Linked DNA regions of Mus musculus: all the other regions are linked to region 5. Evidence: chromatin contacts called from public HiChIP or PLAC-seq, Micro-C and promoter capture Hi-C data. All regions are on one chromosome and are shown on one strand. Each heading gives the region's core, a stretch centred on a gene start, on an enhancer-like site or on the middle of the called end of the contact. The rest is flanking DNA. Distances are from core to core; before and after follow the strand shown.

What was found. Promoter capture Hi-C pulls out the DNA fragments that hold promoters and counts their contacts. Hi-C and Micro-C count contacts between places; a contact is called where the count stands out from the background. HiChIP or PLAC-seq counts read pairs in DNA pulled down with a chosen protein or histone mark.
Region 1: a contact with region 5 is called in a promoter capture Hi-C map of hippocampal neurons, with 2.8 times the contacts expected there. The contact joins the enhancer-like site here to the promoter of Alkal2 in region 5. A contact is called at or near these places in 12 of 39 promoter capture datasets (the 3T3-L1 cell line, 3T3-L1-derived adipocytes, cranial neural crest and 7 more), 20 of 484 Hi-C or Micro-C datasets (the HPC-7 cell line, adipose-derived mesenchymal stem cells, cardiomyocytes and 11 more) and 4 of 115 datasets of contacts at active chromatin or transcription factors (PVALB interneurons, SST interneurons, forebrain and 1 more).
Region 2: a Micro-C map of embryonic stem cells shows a contact between it and region 5, with 2.4 times the contacts expected there. The contact joins the promoter of Fam110c here to the promoter of Alkal2 in region 5. A contact is called at or near these places in 1 of 39 promoter capture datasets (liver) and 2 of 484 Hi-C or Micro-C datasets (both in embryonic stem cells).
Region 3: an H3K27ac HiChIP or PLAC-seq map of SST interneurons shows a contact between it and region 5, with 9 times the contacts expected there. The contact joins the enhancer-like site here to the promoter of Alkal2 in region 5. A contact is called at or near these places in 3 of 39 promoter capture datasets (the HPC-7 cell line, cranial neural crest and second pharyngeal arch cranial neural crest), 1 of 484 Hi-C or Micro-C datasets (cortical neurons), 9 of 115 datasets of contacts at active chromatin or transcription factors (SST interneurons, craniofacial prominence, embryonic hindbrain and 5 more) and 3 of 9 other capture datasets (adipose tissue, embryonic stem cells and pancreatic islet).
Region 4: an H3K27ac HiChIP or PLAC-seq map of SST interneurons shows a contact between it and region 5, with 6 times the contacts expected there. The contact joins the enhancer-like site here to the promoter of Alkal2 in region 5. A contact is called at or near these places in 5 of 39 promoter capture datasets (the 3T3-L1 cell line, 3T3-L1-derived adipocytes, cranial neural crest and 2 more), 2 of 115 datasets of contacts at active chromatin or transcription factors (SST interneurons and stem cell-derived neural progenitor cells) and 1 of 9 other capture datasets (liver).

The regions. Positions count from the first base shown.
Region 1 is chr12:30,702,651-30,705,519 of GRCm38.p6, reverse strand. No RefSeq gene overlaps it. Among named protein-coding and RNA genes, the nearest start is that of Tmem18, 120 kb to the right of the region's middle. Within about 2 kb of position 1,404, at least 6 of the 459 cell types and tissues checked have an H3K27ac peak or open chromatin away from gene starts, as enhancers often do. A contact at or near this core is called in PVALB interneurons, hippocampal neurons, second pharyngeal arch cranial neural crest and 1 more, where this site is marked.
Region 2 is chr12:31,072,628-31,075,327 of GRCm38.p6, reverse strand. Fam110c (family with sequence similarity 110, member C) reads right to left here and starts at 1,360. Exons shown (of 2, transcript NM_027828.2): 1 at 6-1,360. The coding sequence starts at 1,287. The coding sequence ends at 22.
Region 3 is chr12:30,632,659-30,635,358 of GRCm38.p6, reverse strand. No RefSeq gene overlaps it. Among named protein-coding and RNA genes, the nearest start is that of Tmem18, 50 kb to the right of the region's middle. Within about 2 kb of position 1,263, at least 8 of the 459 cell types and tissues checked have an H3K27ac peak or open chromatin away from gene starts, as enhancers often do. A contact at or near this core is called in SST interneurons, where this site is marked.
Region 4 is chr12:30,677,607-30,680,472 of GRCm38.p6, reverse strand. No RefSeq gene overlaps it. Among named protein-coding and RNA genes, the nearest start is that of Tmem18, 95 kb to the right of the region's middle. Within about 2 kb of position 1,457, at least 2 of the 459 cell types and tissues checked have an H3K27ac peak or open chromatin away from gene starts, as enhancers often do.
Region 5 is chr12:30,882,784-30,885,670 of GRCm38.p6, reverse strand. Alkal2 (ALK and LTK ligand 2) reads right to left here and starts at 1,347. Exons shown (of 5, transcript NM_001159743.2): 1 at 632-1,347. The coding sequence starts at 887.

The DNA of each region.
Region 1 (2,869 bases), core at 155-2,654, 180 kb after region 5:
TCTGGCAGTGTACACCGCTCTTATTTTTCTGTTTTCATATTTATAAGCTAAATGGCATAGAGCTGAAATAATGATAATAATAAAATCCAAAGTGCTAAAATGGCTGTTCTGCATCCACTTTGCTCTAAGGAACAACCACTCACTCACATTCCATTCAGTGCTCTGTAGAAAAACTAGAAAGCTTCCAGTGTGATGAGAATCAGGATGCAGTTTCAAGGTCTTGACTCTCTCCACGATGCTCCAACTTTCCATTCCTCTGGAGCAGCTGAGATGACCTGAGCCTAATATGTGATGGGATGGTGATATCAATCCATCACCTGAAAGAGCTGCTCCAGGACTCGTCCTGGGGCTGCTTGCAGAGCCATACCACACTGCAACATTAAAGAACCATTGGCCCAATCTGTAATGAACATCAGAAGAAGCAGGTGGCCTACATGTGCTCAGTACTGAGGGTGGCTTGGGTTCATGAAAACAAGGGTTCCCACGGTCTGCTCAGAGTGAGTTCCACTGGCTTCCCAGGGCACCAAGCAGCAGGTAGAACATATGTTGATACCTCAAACACCAGTGACTTCTTGTAGTCAGCTCGTTTGCCTTCACAATTTGTCACCAGCTTGTGTTCACAGGACACAGTGGCAATAAGGGTCTTATTTAGTGGGGTTGTGATCATGGTCAGCAATAGTGAGGAATAAGAGCTCTAGGGATAAGCTGCTATATTAGAAGTTGATGTTTATTAAATGTGTGTGTGTAATGAGGTTCAATCTACAAGCACAGCAGATAAAAGATTAAATGTAGGCTTTTGTAGGAGTCTGAGACTAAAATCACAGTGAAATAATCCTTTGTATTATCGAGAAAACAAACATGTGAAGCATCTTTATGTTTTTCTTATTAGCAAAAGAAGGTGATTTACTCAATCATTTTCAGTCCTTTTCTCTACAGCTGCTAAAAGGCAGAGAGTTTGTAGATAATTGCACTTAACCTATACATTTAGGGAGCAGATGGATCTGCGTGCTTCCAGGGGTGCAGAGTTTCCACATACATGTCAGGCACCATAGTAATGTTTTCCAAATGTTTTCAAGAGACGAGAAGGAAGCAGATGTAGGAGACAGACACATGAGTTTCAGTCATGGAGCTTGTTGCCATGGCAACAAGGGAGAGACTGGGGTCAAAAGCCACTGTGCCAACTTCCACCCAGCTCTGAAACTGATCTTGAGCCTGAGGTATGGTCCATGGGTAAAATCCCTGAGATGATATTCTGTGTCTCTGCTTTGGGACAGGACTTCCCAGGGAACATTCCTGAAAGGCCAGGGAGCCGTTTGCAAGAATAGGAGGAGAGCTACAGAGACTTGAGCTCCAAGTTCTGCAGTTTTCCTCAGGGCTTCCGCTCCACAATCTGAAAAGTATCACCCCAGATCTCTCTTTCTGTGAGGACATTATTTATCCTTCATATTCCTGGGGTAGATGAAGCAGCCTGAGTCCTTCTGCATATGTAATCAGGCTTTATTATGCTAAAAGCAATTTTTGAAGTTTATGATTTTTGCTAAGTCTGTAGCAGTTCAATGTGGGTAGCAAGGACATATGTATCTAAGCCCATCTGTCATTCCCACCAGTGATGAAGCCAGATTTATAATTTAGCTCCCAAAGCCTAATAATCACCAAATGTTCCACCAGACCCCCTTGGCCACTCCCCGAATAGAAGAGATATTTAAATGTAATTCAACGAAGATGAAGTGCTTCCACGTGGATATTACAATATTTTTTTGAAAATTGCCCCATCATTTTTTTCTGCAGCAAGATATCTCTGACATATTACATAATTTACTCTCTCAAGGTCCTGAACCTTTGACGCACATATACATGTATTGTAGACATGTGGGCACTGGCATGCCAGAACTATGGAGCACAAAAGTCAGGGATTTCTCTCTGAGACACAGGAATATTTATAATATCCTGGAGTTCCTAGAACAAAGATCATCTGATATAAATTATCCTTGGGAATAATACATAAATAAAATATATTAAAGCCCTTATGTATCATATATGTATTTTTAAAGAGTTATAGGTTTTACTTTTAGAGCAGACACACACACACACACACACACACACACACACACACACACACACACCTTGGTTTTCAGGACAGGATCTCTGTGTAACCTTAGCTCTCATAGAATTTGCTCTGTAGAGCAGACTGGCCTCAGAGTCACAAAGATCCTCCTGCTTCTGCTTCCCAAGTGTGGGAACTGAAGATGTGCACCACCACCTCCTGGTGAGCAGCCCTAGATTTGCAGGGAATCAAGCAGACAGCACAGTGCTCTCATACAGTCCTCTGGCCTCACAGTTTACAGTCTTCACTCTAATGGGCTACATGTAATTATAGCATGTAATGGCTCAAAATGGACACTATTACTATCCAAAGTGCATAGTTTGTATTACAGAGATCACAACCATTTGAGTCTTGATGGATGCACAATACCATATATCCACCATCCAGTATCAGGCAGAATAGTTCCACTGCATAAAATTCCCATTCACGAATTCCCCCCTTTAAGAGACTTACTTCACATAATATGAGATTCAGACATATATTGTTCTATTTCTCTCTGAAGCACTCAACACTGGAAATATCTCTAGACACCAAATCCATCTATTTCCATTTCAGAAAACCTTTCTTACCTTTTTATGTTTAAAGGACAGTTTTACTGGGGTCATGTGCTGGCTGGGTTTGTGTGTCAACTTGACAAAAGCTGGAGATATCACAGAGAAAGGAGCTTCCCTGGAGGAAATGCTTCCATGAGATCCAGTTGTAATGCATTTTCTCAATTAGTGATCAAGGGCCTAGTCCATTGTGGGTGGTGCCATTCCTGGGCTA
Region 2 (2,700 bases), core at 111-2,610, 190 kb before region 5:
CTCACCTGGATCAGATGTCAATCAGGCAGGTCCCTGTAATTTCTGGCTGGGGGTTTCTTTGGCCTTCTTGCAGGTAAACAGCCACTTTATGATACGGGCGTTCCTTTCTACTACCGAGGTGGTGCTAGGCACCTGCTCCAGGAGTTCCTCTTCTTGCAACCCGTCCTCGCTGTGCCTGGAAAAGCTACTATCAGAAGCAGCCATGCTCACGCTACGCACTTTGAGTGTAACACAGTCGGATCCAGCAGAAAAGTTCTCCCTCCCGAGAGCCTCCACTACGTCAGGGTCCAGGCCACAATACTTGAAGAAGGTGTCGGACTCAGCCTTGGCTATCGAGTAGCGGGAGCTGAGATCTGACTGAGAGCGCTGCAATCCTTTGCTACGCGACACCCGCAGCTGCACACCGGAGCATCCGACAGGAACCCTGGGAGCCACTTCAAAAGGCAAGGCTGGGGACTTCACAGCTACTACAGGGGTTGGAGGTGGTAACATAGAGGCTGGTCTGGTGGCTGCTGCCTGGCTCGACTTAGTCCAAGTGGCCTCTGTTTCCTTCGTCGTCTTATCTTCATTCGCCACCCTGGTCTTCTCAGCTGGGGACTTCACGGCTACAACAGGGGTTGGAGGTGGTAACATAGAGGCTGGTCTGGCGGCTGCTGCCTGGCTCGACTTAGTCCAAGTGGCCTCTGTTTCCTTCGTCGTCTTATCTTCATTCGCCACCCTGGTCTTCTCAGCTGGGGACTTCACGGCTACAACAGGGGTTGGAGGTGGTAACATAGAGGCTGGTCTGGCGGCTGCTGCCTGGCTCGACTTAGTCCAAGTGGCCTCTGTTTCCTTCGTCGTCTTATCCTCATCCGCCACCCTGGTCGTCTCAGGGGCCACTGCCATTTTGTCCTTGCCAGACCCCTGGAAAAACTTCTTCATCAGTCCCACTCTGGAACAGTCTGCATCTGACCCTCGTACGAATTCACATTTCTGCCGATAGATGACCAACGAATCAGGTCTCAGAGGCTTTCGAGCGATAGCCCTGCGTGCTACAGGAGCTGGGGCAAGAGCCGAAGGGATCGGGTTGCGGTGCTGCACCCCTGGGGCCTCAGGGACCCTGTGTTCAGATACAGGACCCCGGCTAGATCCCAGCGTGCTGCGAACATACTTGGCGCGGTCCGCTGCCAGTCTCTCCACAGCGCTCTTGTTCGCTGGCCGCGGGGTGAGAGTGTCCTCCGCTGCCCTGGGGTCCCCGAGAGGTGGCCGCATTCTAGCAAGCGAGTCCAGGGTCGGCAGGGCGCGCATTCTTGCAGGACTCGAACCCACCAGGCTGGTGTCCAGTAGAGACTACTTAAGTTCCGGCGCCACCCTGCCCGAGTCCGTTCCGAAGTCCGCAAGGGGTGGGGAAACACGCCCTACGGCCCCTCCGCCCAGATCCGGAGTTGGGGCGAGCCAGAGTGGCTGGGAAAGGTGAATCATTCCGGCGCCAGCTGGCTCCTCCCACCCAGGACTTGAACCTCCTACACCTGCTGTCCCCGCCCCTTACCTTTTGGTTTCCCGGGCACGAACCCACAACCCCACCCCCAGCCTCCTGTCAGGTGCCCTATCTCTTGTTTCCTACTTACTACATCCAAACATCCCTTGTCTCCAGCCAATACTCGCAAATCTTCTCCTCTGTCTTACCGTCCCCCGACCCCACACTCCCTCTTCTGGAAGGTGGGGAAGTTTCACAAGGTGAGGCTGCGAGGGACCAAGCCTGCTTGCTCAGCGCCAGGCATCTCAGGCTTCCTTCTAGCTTTCAGAGTCTTTGAGGTCTTTCTTTACTGGGGGCTCAAGAGTCCAGAGATAAGGGTCAGAAAGAAGCGCTCCGCCCAGCCCCCCCGCATCCACCTTTACACATACACACAAACAATATGTCCTTTTAATTCTTAAAGTGACCTCATTACATTTGGAAATTTTCCGTTTTATTTCTGTAGTTTTTTTTGTACGATTTGGAGGAAATAGGGTACGAAAGAAAACATTTACCATGTCAAGATTAGTGTGGGCTGACAGAACCCAAGAACCACCTGAGACCCGACTTAAATCCACAAGTCATTGGCTGGTGCCACAAGTCTCATTACCATATTGTTGTTGTTATTATTATTAAGAAAAACCCTAACACCTGTAAGAATCAACCCTGGTGATTAGAAAACCTAGGGCTTGCCAACAAGGGAAATCAGCCCAAGATTGTAGAAAGCTTAAGAAGATATTTCCAAAATTCCATCGATCATAGAGTTGGACAGAAGACTGAAAGTATCTGCCAGACAAGTGAAATGCTCACGTTATCTCCTTTGTGGGGGCGGTCTTGGGTCTTGGGTCGTGCTGACCAGTCCAAGCTGCAGTTAAATGCTCTGGACATACAGTTGCAGGGTTTAGTCCAATTCTTTCTGGAAAAGAGCTTTGAGTGCCATTGTACCACAGGAGGGGTAGAGAAGCCTTCCTAAAAAGAGAGGCGCATAGCAAGTGTGTTTAGTGAGCCACGGGAGAACCACGTGGGGACCCAAGTCAGCCGAAAGTCAGAAAGTCAGACTGTCCACATAGTCTGGTTGGAAATGAGGAAATGAGATACCTTTTTTTTTTCCTTGTTGGAAATTGGGTCGGTACTCAATAACTTATGAGGGTCAGAGAGAAATAAAGAGAATATAAGACAGAAGACCCAGAGAATGAGTACCTAGAATG
Region 3 (2,700 bases), core at 14-2,513, 250 kb after region 5:
TCTTACCTCCTTTGTGCTGAAGCAGAGATATGACACCAACCTCTGTACAAGTACCATATATACTCTAGACAGAAGCCTGGGTGTTTTCTTTATGCCCCTGCCTGGAGTTCTGAAACCTTGTGTTGCCTGTGATGAGAACAGCCTGGGACTGACTCAGTAGCAGAGAAGTAGAGTGGGCATGGCATTATCCTGTGAATTTTGACATGCATTGTTGTACCTAACAATTTGATACCAGGACTACATCCCTCTGTTCAGAAGGCTAGGAATAGTCCAACTTGGTAGTTCAGGGAGGCTAAGGCAGACAATTTTCAAGCTCAAACTCTGCCTGGGTTATAGAGTAAGCCCAAGATCAACATGTGTAAATTAGTGAGTCTGAGAGACCTAGAGTCCAATCCCTGGTAGGCAGACAGACCAGAAAAATGGATTGTAAGTAAACTAATATAATTTTCACTTAACTATTTTAAAAGGAGAGCTTCCTGTTTCTTCTTCTCTATGACAATGATGTGGTGGATTCCCTCCACTATGGGTTTCACTTAGCCTTCCCCATCCAGAAAAAAGTATTCAAATCTCACTGAAAGGCCTCTGTGGCAACAGCCAATCACTTTCTCTGTCTTTGTCTATATTGTCTAATCCCCTTTCATGGCCCAAGCCAACCAATACCAGAAGAGAAAGGGAACTTATCCCATTCTCAAACAACTCTCTTAACATCCTCCAGCTCTGGGTCCCCTTCCCACTTTACAGAGTTTCTCTCTTAGTGTTCTTTCTGTCTGTCTGTTTCCCTGCCTCCCTGCCTCCCTTCCTCCCTCCCTCTCACTCTCTCTCTCCCCTGCCCCTGTGTGTGTGTGTGTTGTGTGTGTGTATGTGTGTACTTTCATTTTCAATAAAATCTAGCTGAGTACTAAGACCTTACCTTTCCTGTCTTTTTACTCCTTAAATCAATGGGGAAAAATGAATATATTCTTTCAATTTTTTTATGACATCATCCTAAGGACATCAAGACCCAATGGCAAAATTCAAAGTAAAAAGAGGTCTGAGAATATGGCTCAGTGATGGAGTGCTTGCCTAGCATTTGTGAGGAACTGGATTCAATCTACTGTTCTACAGCAATAATAATGGAAAGAATACACACAAACAAACCAAACAAAAAACCATACAAACAGAACACCCAGAGCCAGTTTGATTTTATAATGGACAATTCTAGCAAGGCAGGCGCAGTATTCTTTCTTTAGTCAACTGTGTTTTGGTTTCCATAATAAGATACTCTTAGATTTAATAGAAACAGAAAATCACTGGAAAGAGGGAGGGAAGAGGCCAGAGTTAAGTCCCTGGGGGTGGGGACAGGACCCCAAGCATACTAACCTTTTAAGAAAGTGTTTCTAAAACACCAGGGGTTTAAGTGACTCTTTTACCAGGCTTTCTGAGTATAGTGTAATGCAGATGATTTGGTAGAGCCCTTGCCTCCTGTAAATGAAGACCATATGACCACAGGAATGGCAATGCCTGCCTGTCATGTAGCTCTTAGAAGGGAGAGGTGGAAATAGAACAATCATGGGTTTGATGTCAATCTTTGATACATAGCAAGTTTGAGGCTATTCAGGGCTACAGGAGACCCTGTCTCAAAAACAAAAAAACAAAACATAATTGATGAATACTTAAGTCAGTAAGTGAGAGTTTCCATTTGACACTGGGAAAATAGGGATTTCTCAATTTCAGTGAGTCCAAATGTAGCAAGATCAATCAGTAAAATGTTGTCTCACCCATCACTGCAAAGAGAGGCCCATTGGACTTGCAAACTGTATATGCCCCAGTACAGGGGAACGCCAGGGCCAAAATGGGGGAGTGGGTGGGTAGGGGATTGGGGGGTGGGTATGGGGGACCTTTGGGATAGCATTGAAAATGTAAACGAGGAAAATACCTAATAAAAAATGTTGTCTCACTACTTTTAAAAGAACCACTGTTTAGTTATGAGTTGTTGTGTGAGTGTGAAATGTTTTATATACGTGTAAACACAAATACAGACACACAGACATTTGGACAGACAGACAGACAGACACAGAGGCAAAAGTAGTATAAGTTGAGAGATGTAAAGCAGATCTCCGAGTGGCTAAGGGGTTTTTCCTTACTCTTGCTCTGGGCTGGGCTTCTAACATCTGCTTTGAGCAGAAAGAAAATGCCACAGTAACTTCTCCTCTACTGCCCAGACACGGTGCTCTTCGATGGCATCCCAAGACTTAGGCAAGTGCCCCTGGTGCATTTTACCCAGTCTGGCTGCCATCCTCATCAAGCACGTGCTCCCAACAACACCCGCTGTATTTCTGTCCTTCTCTTCATCGCCACATCTGCTGATGCAGAGCTACTGAATGGAGCTTCCCACTCTGTCCCCACACTGCCTTGTTCATTTGTACATTGTTTGCATACATTGTTCACACGCAGCTGGCCACATTATTCACACAAACCCAGCTGGCAAAGCAAAAATATGCTGGAGACCATGTTGATAATTTTTGTTGTTCCCTGTATCCTTAGCCTGTAAGGTGTTGAGAGGGGCAGAAAAGTGGCTTTCTTGGTCCTGTAGACTACCTTGCCTTCCTACAGTATCAAGAAAGAACAGTTTGTCATAGGCTGTGCAAGTGGCAACAATTTCCTGGTCCAGTCCATCTTTGTAATTTCATGAGGCTGAATTAATTTTATGAATTAAAGTCA
Region 4 (2,866 bases), core at 208-2,707, 210 kb after region 5:
TGGGTCTGGAAACAAAGACGAAAACAAGACCATATACATTTCTAGAAATAGATTCCAAAGCATACCACTTCATCATATGATAGAGATAATATCTTACATCTTGGAAGTGGGGAAGGACTCCTTCATAAACAGTTTCATAATATTATAATATATGATAACTACTAGTCATCCAGTCACGGAATGATATGTACCTTTCATCCCCCATCATTGTGCAAAACAAACTACAAGTATATCAGGAAAAAAACTTCTTAAAATTTAAACCATATGTGTACTAGACAGAAATATAAGCTTATTACCCTTTAATGTAGAATAAGAAAACAATTTTCTTCCACAGTTCAAAATCAAGATACATTAGAAAAAAATGATAGCTAAATTTGATGTTGTTTAAATTCATGGCAAAGTCTATAAACAAATTTCCAAATAACCTTAAATATATGTGGAATTTTTCTGCCTCATTTCTGGGGGATTTATTAGAATAATTGGTAGACATTGTTTACAACTGTCTTAACCTGTGAAGATGATAATGCATCCAAAGGTTTTGATAGAGAGACTTGGGCACAAGATGCCTACAAGATTCTGAAAAAAGCATTTCCTATTTCCTGGGATACAGAGGGCTGCGTGAATGCGTTGGTCAATTTTCACTTCAGAAATGAGATCTAATAAGATCTGTCTCTCAATTTTAGTTACTGTCTAGAACCACAGAGGAGGAAGAAAGGCCTAGGGATGGTTGCAATAGGCAAAGCTCAAAGGTATGTTTCATTATACATAGTGGCTCATTGGCCACTTGTCTTATTAATAAAGAATATAACAGATTCTCTGCCCAGTTATTGGCTGACAGCTTATGTAACACAGTATGACTTTGGTGTCACACCCAGGCATGCAAACTTTGTAGAATCAGACTAAAAAAGTAACTGGCAAACGAGCTGTAACTCAAAAAGCTGATTATAAGAGCAACCTTAGGACTAGAGTGCATGATTCCCAAGTTGACACATATTTTGAAGTATGCATCGTCCTAACATAGGAAGACAAACTGCCAAGAAGAGACTAGCCTGAGAACGGCCAGCTGTGTACTCACAAGATGATGACCTAAGTAAAGTAGGCTGGAAGGGACCTCAAGACCATCCTGTCTAGAGAATTCTGCAGTAAATGTGCGGGGGAGATCAATGGTTCCCCAAATGTAATACTATGAAAATCAGTGATAAGAAATGTGATTCTGCAATTGAAAAGTTGAAGAGCTAAGCTAAAATTTTCACTAAGGAGACTTGACTACACGCTTCAGTTGGTAGAAGAAAGAATATCCACTTGAGGACACATCACTGTGGTGAGGACCAGGAAGAGAAAGGGAGAATAATGAATAAAGAAGAGAATAAATAGTCAGAGACTCCAGACCCTTCCTTAATCAGCTCCAGCTGCTACAGAAAACATTCCACACACTGGCTGGCTGATGAACAACAGAAACTTGTACCTCTCAGGATGGTGGCTGAAGGCCTGAGGCATGGGCCAGTTGGAGGCTGGGCGGTCCAGGGAGGACTCTCTCTGGCCTTAAAATGTCTTATTTTCAGATAATAACTTCAAGTTCCACTGTCTGAAATTGGAGCTGGTATCAAGCAAATTCAATATTGAGAAATCACTTTTTAAAAAAGGAATGATAAAGATTTACTTTGGGGATTAATTCAGTAATAAGAGAGGCATTCTTTTCTTAAGAAATCAAAATTGACAAACCTGCTTGATAAAACAAGAAAAAACTAGAATCTTATATAAAATTAAGAAAGAAAGGAAGATCATGAAAGATCAGAGGGACTGGGAGAAGGCTGAGGAGTTTACTACAAACTTCTATCTGCCTGCAAATTAGATAAACGGAATTAAGTGGGCATATTTCTAAAAAGACAGAATAAAGATACAGACTTAAACAATTAAACAGAATTAGTAAAAATAAAGATCTGAGTTAGTATCTGAACATTTCTCCTGGTTTGGGTTTGGCTGATGAATTCTACTGGGCATTTGAGAATAATTAAAAACAAAATTTCCCCCAAATTTCCAAAGAAGTATCACGTTTAGAAACATTTCCAAAGTTGTCTAAAGCCAATATTGCTCTGCTCTCCAAACCAGGGAATGGCACTAGAAGTAGTTAAAAATTATAGACAATCTCCTTCATGAAAATTAGCAGCCCTCCTCAGTGGTTACAGATCAAATGCAGCAGCATACAAGAGAAAGTCCACACCAAGTGGAAGTGCGCTTTATCCCAAGACTGAAAAGTTGCCTTGACATACTAAACTCAGAAAAACACAGCATATGATTAAAAACATGGAACAAACAAACAAACAAACAAATCATATGACACATCATCAAAGATTAAAAACAATTGACAGCATTTAATACTGTTTCCTGATAAAATAGTAATACAGGTCAAAAAGAAACAAACAAACAAAAACCAGAGGGAGATATGTTTATTTGCAAATAATCTGATCTTAAAAAAATAAAATTCTAAAAATAAACTATGATAAATTAAAAATTAGATTTCATGACACAATCTTCATATACCAATATACAAATATGGTAATAACAAGAAATAAATTAACAAAGTGGAAATTTTAAGAACTCTATAAAGATAGTACAAAATTAATGAAACACTTAATTTTACAACTACAAGATTTAAGTAATAAACAGATACTGAACATTGTTGAGGAAAATTACAGGGAATACAAATATATAAAAGGATCCCTAACACTCATGGCTTGGGAAATTTAATAATGTTGATGATGTGATATTCTCTAGGGTAATTGGAAAATTTAATAAAGTCTCAAAATTCTAACGGGCTTTTATTTTTTTTAAAGAATTTGACAAATTGATTTTAAAATCTATATGG
Region 5 (2,887 bases), core at 98-2,597:
GCTCCTCAGTACACAGTGTGGCTAGAACTCTTTTGGGGCCCACAGTGACAGGACCCCACTCACTCTTCAGGTCATATTGCTGGGCAATCAAACATCCTTGGTTTCTCAGGTCCATATGTCAAGACTCAGTCTCATCAATTCTGTTTACGTGTTCAGGACCCCACCCCTTCCAGTCCTCGTGGTCCAAAGCCTTGGCCCTCATTCACTCTCTACCTTGTAGGTTGGCACTGTTGGACACCCACCAATTACCAACTCTCTCCCCCTCAGATCTACACTGTTGGGATACTCACTTTCTGTTCCTCATAGTCTACACTGCCCGGATCCTCATCCACTTTCCACTGGTCCATTCTTGCCACAGCTCAATTTTATTAACTTTCTGTACTTTGTGGTCTACACTGCTGCGGGACACTCCTCCACTCTGTTCCTCAGATACACACTGCTACGGCTCCCTCTTCTACACTCTGACCCCACAGTCTACGCTGCCAGATACTCACCTCTTGAGACTTTCTGCCTTTCAAAATCTACGCTGCCAGAACCCCCCGCCCCTTACTCTCTTTCATATTATGGTCTACACTGCTGGATTCTCACCCACTCTAAGCCCTCCACCAGTTCTACACCGAGGAACACTCACCCACTCTCTGCTCCTCTTGGTCTGCCCCATAATCCGTGGCCTCTCTGCGGCCCAGGGCAAAGTCGGACTCGCCAAGGAGCTGCAACCTCTTGGAGTCTCCTATGTGGAATTTCTTCAGCTCCTGGACCAGCTCAACTAGCAACCTCAGCAGCGTTTGCCGGTCTGCAGGCCCCCTGGACTGCGCTCGTCCCCGGTCCCCCACCGTGCTCAGCAGTAGCAGCAGCGCAAGGAGCATCGGGCGCCCGGACACGCGCATGGCCCTGGTGGCCTGTGTCGCGGGTCTTGGGACCCGCCGCCCCAGCAGCCGGCGCCCAAGTTTCCCGCACGCGGAGTCCAGGCGCAGCCTGAGCCCGCCGCACAACTTTCTTTCACAGCGGGGACGGCGCGCGGGGTCTTTGGACACCTCTTTGAGATGCGAGGCCACAGGTGACGCCCCGGGGGCTGCCGAGGTCCGGAGCCGCGGAGCAGATGGGCAGCCCTGGACTTGAGAGGTCCGGGCACCTGCCAGCGGTGGGCCCCGCACTGCCCTCGGGCACCTGCGCCCACGCCGTGGATCCCGCGTCGTCCTCGGGCACCTGATCACCAGAGGTCCCGCGTCTGCCGCGCTCCTCGGTCCCCCAGTCCCGACACTACTTGATGAGCTCCAGCCCCACTTGTCCAGCGCAGGGACACAGGACGCGCAGCTCCTACGGGGACAGCGCTCACCCTGCTGCTCCGAGTCCCGCTGTCCTCGGGCGCTTCTTATTCCCGCGGCCGCCGACGTCAGGCGGGTCCCCCGGGTTCCGAGCGCCGCTTTAATTAGAACCACGGAGCGCCGCTCTGGGGCGCGGATATTCGTCAGGCCCCTCCGCCTCTCGCTCTCTCATCCCCTCCCCTGTCCCCTCCAGGCCCAGTCTTCAGTCTCCGCCCCTCCCTCACGTCTCCACCCGCGTCTGGTCTCCCCCTCTCTTGTCCTTCCTCTGCCTCTCCTGTCTCCCTCTCCCGCAGTCTGTTTCCCTCCGTTCCTGTCACAAGTGACAGGATGAGCAGAAACGCCTTTACCGGGAACTGGGATCTGTTTTTGTCTAAATGTAGATCTTGGGCTATTTAAAAGGAGCTGCTTGATTGCCTCAACATTGAGTGTCATCTAGAGTCTGGACTTTCTGAAGAAGGGTTCTGCTGAATACAGGCAGGTTTCTGGTTCTGAAGAGGATGATGGGAGCAGGAGCGCCCTGCAGAAAGCCCCTCACTTGGAGGGACCCAAGCAGCCTACGAAGGTTCTTAGAGCAGTGACACTGCTGTACCACGCTGGACCCGGGGCCTGGTTGGCTCCAGAGCTCTTGCCACTCAAAGCTGCATCTTTAAGAAAGTTTGATCTTTTGGAAATAGCCAGGCACATTTGCAAGGGCTCAGCAATTTACTTGCCTGATTTTTTTTTTTTCCCTCTTGTGATAAGTATTACCAACTGCACAGTTTCCCATTTCATTGGTGCTTTCTGGGCAGGAGCTGGAAGTCCTCCAAGTCGGCGATCACATCGGGGAAAGGTGTTCTTAGTACAGCATCGGAAAGGGAGAAGGCAAGCATTAAAAGCCTTGATCTTTAACCCGCAGTTGCTCAGGCTGCTGCGAAGATGCAGTGCCTTACAGGTGCGCACCTGCACTGGCCAAGGGTGAGCAAGGGATCACTGTGTGCCAGCCCCTGCTCTGCACGGTTCTTGACTTCTAACTCCATTTCCCCTCTCCACCACCTTCTCCCTCCTTTCACTGGTTTTCTTTCCCTAGCAGATCAAGTGCCTGGTAGAGTGGGACCACGAGCTATGGGAGACCCTAACAATTTGATTTTCAAATTTGGGTTTTTTGTTTGTTTGTTTGTTTTAGCTTTAGTTTAGGGCTCCCCCCCCCAGTTTATTTAGTTTTGTTGCATGCAATATAGTTGAAAGACATAGGATCCTGATGAAATGCATTGCAAGACGAAGGAAGATTTCCTGAGAAACAGATCTCAAGCAGATAAGATGGGATACTTCTCCTTCCCTCCTTTTCTCTATCCCTGTAAGAAGGGACGTGAAGTTCTTCTGGCAATAGGGAGTCCAACTGTCCATCTGCTTTCTCCTTTAGCAGGTCAGCATCCACCATACTCTGGTATCTGCACATCTATGCACCACTAATCACCGTGCAATGGTGACTTGGAGAGTTTCTAGGTTATTGTGATCATATTTTGCTTAATCCCAAACTGTTTTAGATTTACCTAGACCTGTTTAAAACAGCGCTTCACAGAATC